Regions from separate parts of the Bombyx mori genome. Here region 1 is linked to region 2. A link is a contact called in public Hi-C data. All regions are on one chromosome and are shown on one strand. The core of a region is the stretch at or near the end of the contact, and the rest is flanking DNA. Distances in the headings are between cores, read along the strand shown.

What was found. A called contact is a pair of places that touch in the nucleus more often than the background predicts.
Region 1: a contact with region 2 is called in a Hi-C map of midgut, with 2.5 times the contacts expected there. The contact joins the promoter of LOC101740875 here to the enhancer-like site in region 2. A contact is called at or near these places in 2 of 7 Hi-C or Micro-C datasets (midgut and whole pupa).

Annotation. Positions count from the first base shown.
Region 1 is chr18:9,335,064-9,337,763 of ASM3026992v2, reverse strand. LOC101740875 (actin-histidine N-methyltransferase) reads right to left here and starts at 1,363. Exons shown (of 9, transcript XM_004928245.4): 1 at 881-1,363. The coding sequence starts at 1,184.
Region 2 is chr18:9,245,619-9,248,318 of ASM3026992v2, reverse strand. It overlaps LOC101740596 (activating transcription factor 3), which reads left to right. Exons shown (of 7, transcript XM_004928243.5): 4 at 1,952-2,110; 5 at 2,246-2,311. Among protein-coding and RNA genes, the nearest start is that of LOC134200573, 14 kb to the left of the region's middle. Within about 2 kb of position 1,383, at least 4 of the 8 cell types and tissues checked have open chromatin away from gene starts, as enhancers often do.

The sequences.
Region 1 (2,700 bases), core at 114-2,613, 89 kb before region 2:
TACTGTTTAGTACAGACATTTGTGCTTTAATGTATTATTTAAATTAAATTAAATCTACTTCCATAAATGATGTTGACTATCTACAAACAAAGTTTGCAATAGCTAAAAATATCATCATCAGCCTAGAGATAACCACTAAACCTACCTTAAAGCTCACAAGAATTACTAGTCCTGAATTTCCTAGCACTCAGCAGATTGCTGCGGCCTACATCTGGTCATCAATCCTACTAATGGCAGGCTAGCCTACTGAATTGTGAGTTACAATAATATTACATTATATTATACATTGTATGAGTTTTTGGCCGATTTTTGGAGATGGCAGACCTATTACAACAATCATTCTCAAATCATTAACAAATTCCCTAAGGTTGAGCTTGTGAGCTCAGTGAGCCAGAGGCTGGTAGCCTGGGCATCGCTAGAATGGCCCTCTAGGCACCAGCAAATAGGCAGGATCATAAAAAAAATTTTTTAAATGCAGACCTAAATCTTTAATTTTTTTAATGAAAAACCACTCTTTTTACTGATGATTCATAGTAACGAAGCAAAAGCCATTTAAAACTACTTCATTTCCTTTAAAAATTCAAAGGGTTATTAATTATATATTTAAAATATTCTATAAATTTCCTAATAATAATCAAAAAATTTAAAATTCTACGAAGTCAATTAAATTATATGTAATATTTATAATTTTAATCTTAACTAAGTATATTTTTACTGAAAATTTGCTATACTTTAATTGTTAAATTGTCAAAAACTTAGAACTGAGACAAAATTTGACCTTATGAAATAACCAATTGGATTGATGTACTGAAGTAGTGCTGAATGTTTGGTGTGTTATTATTGATTAATGTAAATGCTACATTGATTTAAAAATAGTTACCATCGAATTGGACACCGTTTTCTCTTAGCCACTGCAAATATTTATCAATGTGAGTTTGCCGAAGAGTTCGAGTATTTCTTAACTGCGTTCCTTCTATGTTAGTAATTTCATTCACTAATTTCTCGATTTCTAAATGATGTTCCCAACTTTTGCTTACGTTACCAGTCGCTTGAAATATACTGGTAAGTCTTAGCACTCTATCAACAAGAAAAGCTAATTCTTTTCTTTTCTGTAGGTATAATTTATTATTTTCCTTTCCAGTGGATTTCTTTTGGTTTTGTTTTGATTGCGATTTTCGTCCCATTATTTTAATTTATCTAATTAAGATTAAAGGAGAAAGCTACTGGCTTATGTGAAGGGAATTAGAAACGTGGAATTATTAAATAGCTAAAAATAGGTTTAAATGGAATAAAGTTTTGAAATCACTTTCATTGGAAAGTGTTGAGTTTAGTCAGATTACATGTCAAGTGTCAACTAAAGAATAATGTCAATGTCAAAAAATGATTTTTTTAAAAAGATTTTATGCTTTGATCTATTCTTAAATAATTTAGAATAAACATTTGTTATGGTCCAAATTTTTGTCTGTAACTTTTTAAAATATACTTGAGTTCAACAAACTATAAGTTGGAACTATATACTTGGAACTATATATACTAACAACTATAGTTGAAAATAACAATAAGTTTGTCTTCTACACGTTCCGGTCTACGCTGTTTTGTATTAATACTTATAGAAATGTATATGTGTATTAAGAAATTAAGTTAATTTGTATTAACAAAATTTATCTAAATGATTCAACTAAAGTTTGTCATACAGTCATAGTACAGTGTATCCATACTTACTCGGTGCTGGTAATCCGTTGGGGCTGGATCTATTTAGTATGAAGGAGATGATCTATAATTTCGAACTACAGATCTTCTACCCAACGTTAAAAAAGTTTGTTGGGAAGTGTGGAGTGGCATGTATCACATGACTAAGATAGATTTACCTACCGGGATTGTTTTTGTGAGAGTTTCCATCATACTACGATGTTCTATATATTAAACTAGCTGTTAGGATGTGTTCATCATGATACAGTCTACGTGTCTCTGAATCACCTTCAGTCGTTTGTGTATTTCTGAAATTAAAATAGAGTGAGAGTTTTAACACCTATCTACAAACACCAGTAACTTTCAAAAAAACACTTAATCTGATGTCAATTTTTTTACATGATAGTGGAAATCTTTCGTGAGCACGTATTACTCGTAGTTCGGAAATATTGGTAACAACCTCAGGATTTCAACTGCACCGCATCACTGGTTGCAAGTTTATTCAAAGACAATCGTTTCTAGTGGCCCGCCTTCTGTATGTTTTGCGAGTTGGCGGTGATTTTGAAGTCGTCGTGGTCTAAAGGATAAGAAGTCCGGTGCATTCGTATCGAGCGATGCACCGGCGTTCGAATCCCGCAGGCGGGTACCAATTTTTCTAATGAAATACGTACTTAACAAACGTTCACGATTGACTTCCACGGTGAAGGAATAACATCGTGTAATAAAAATCAAACCCGCAAAATTATAATTTGCGTAATTACTGGTGGTAGGACCTCTTGTGAGTCCGCACGGGTAGGTACCACCGCCCCGCCTATTTCTGCCGTGAAGCAGTAATGCGTTTCGGTTTGAAGGGTGGGGCAGCCGTTGTGACAATATCTGAGTTGAGACCTTAGAACTATATCTCAAGGTGTGTGGCGCATTTACGTTGTAGATGTCTATGGGCTCCAGTAACCACTTAACACCAGGTGGGCTGTAAGCTCGTCCGCACATATAAGCAATAAAAAAAAAGAT
Region 2 (2,700 bases), core at 134-2,633:
CCACTTTTATGATTACTTTTCAGCAGTCTAAGCTGGTCTTTTTTTAGTAGTCTTACCTAATATACCAGACTAAGTTGCGTGAGTAAACCTCGATCTATCTTTGCATTCTTTAAAACGATTAGCATTATTTGCGGATCAACAATTGGCAAGCCGCATGCAATCAAAACATATTTTCAACGTGCAAAGCTATCTAATGAGTAGGCTTCTGTGACCTCGCATTCAATTAGCATTATTAGCTACCTGCCTTTTGAATAGAACGAATATTTTGGCATTCAATTCTATACCCACACTGGCTATAGTATAATATTGATCAGATTAAAATGTTTTATCGATGAACGAAATAATTTTTATCTTCTGCGAAAGAGTTCTACGGGGCAAGACTTGGTAATTACTGGTTTAATTATCTATTTAGGTACTTAGTCAATACTTCGTCACGTTCCCATTATAAATCGACGAACTCCGAGAGAACGTAATCGAAAAATTGATATATACAATAGGTACAAAGATTATCCTAGTAGAAGTTCAATTATTTATATCAAATACTATTGGTTTCATGTATTTGGGTTGATGCCATGTATCATTAACGCAATCTGGGTGTTACATTTACTGTCACAATGAAGCATGGCTTCCAGATAATGATGAGAGGTTGACTTTTCAATTAAAATGCCTTACACTAAACTGAACCGTCACTGTTCTGCAAAAGATATTGTAAGGCTAGACGTGTGTAGGTAATTAATATTACCAAAGTTAGTAATTACAAATTATCAGAAATAATAATCTGTAATTACAATCTATACGCCAAGTAGTTTTATAATTCATTCGAGTGATTCGTAATTGAATGTTTCATAATGAAAAAGTGTCTGAATGTGATTTTAATAACGACACATATTTTCTACCATTGAACAATTGTATTATAGTAATTCTCAATAATAAAGTTGAATAAAATGCAATTATGCATTTTCGTATCGCCATACTTTAGCATTAAATCTTAGTCCTATTACTACTTTTAAAGTCTTTCATAGTTTATCAACAAAAAACTACTTATTCTTGATATTGTCTTGAATACATAAAATAAATAAAAAACAAAACACATGAAAATACTCAGTTTAGAATCTTATTTAAACATAACGGGTTTTATTAGTGTCTTTAAATCGTCAACAATTTAGTGTGGCATTTTGTTTACCACGATATATCTTCGTTATAAAATTTTAGTTTATTTATTACTTGTACTTCAGTCATACGTAATTTTTAATGAGTTTGTAATATTTTTTTGTGTGTTTATTATGTCAGTTTATTTATTTCATGTGGTTAACGCTAACGCTACACTTGCAATGTAGTACATCTTCCATACGACCTTGATGTAATCATCACATCGAGGTGAAGTGACCGTGAATCACGATATTAAAAAATACACGCACGACCCACACATATTAATTCACCGGGATATAATTGTAAAGTTTATAGAACGCATTCGCACTCATTATGCTTTTATAATGCAAGAATGGAACAGGTATAGTTTACAATGTTACGTAATGTTTATGAGGACCTCCGATTTTATGTAGTCGATGATTTATTTATTGCAACGTTTTATTTGAACGCTTTAAACATGTAATTATTATGAAGCGATGGGTATTAACTTCGGATGTATTATTATTCAGTGGAGGCTCCTTCAAAATTACATTTATATCCGTGATTTTATTATAGCGGAGCGGTGTTAAGAAGATTACTAGTATGACGATTTATTATTTAGCATAACAGAGACTTATGTAAGATTTTCTTAAAAAAATATAACTCAAATGTCATATTTGAGTTAATTAAAACAGAAAATACTAGCGGAATATTATTTTTGGAGAGTAAACGTGGTTCCAGATATGTACCTCATTGTAGTTCTGTTTTTCGCGGCATTTCTAATTGAATTGTAACATTAAAACGTATTTCATGCATTTTTCAGACGTGCTCGGAACTTATCAAGGCTGGCCTGAAACTGTCCATTGAATCGAAACGCAAAATGTCCGGTAGCGATACAGACGTCAGCGTGAAACGACTCAAAAAGGAAGAAAGCGATGAAGATTACGATAGCAGTCACACGCAACAAGCCAAAAATGAAGGGGTAAGAATTAAACTCTTAGTTACCGTTGCATTAGGACCAACGCTAACTTTGCAGTTTCGGTCGATCGACTGTAAATACCTTGAAACTCTGGCGGATGGACGAGGATTTATTGTAAGCAGCAACCCTTGGTTACAGAACAACAGGACGACCGATAGCCATCAGGAACTGTGTGATCTACTTGACTCAATGTATACGGGAAAGGTAGGAATGATTCGTAGTGACGGTCGACCGACTTTACACTGTTTTTATCATTTATAAATGTGTTTTTAAGAAGCGCCGCGTAGAAACAAGACTTGGCAATCTAATCGCCAGTCTATGATATTGACTAATCCAAGGTGAAACTGTTGAACAGTTAATATTGTTATTTGGATAATTATATATAAAAAAACACTTAGTTATAAACGAATAATATAGGATTTAAATGAAAGTGAAGTTGAAGGCTATAATTTTTCTTAGCAGTGTTAATGGAGAAAGTTTGTTTGTAAATAGAGATAGAATGGTTATTAAATAAAAATATGTGTGGTGTCGTGGGACACCGGATAGGAACGAAGTTCCTTATTATAAAAAATATTAATTTTAAGTTCTATTCG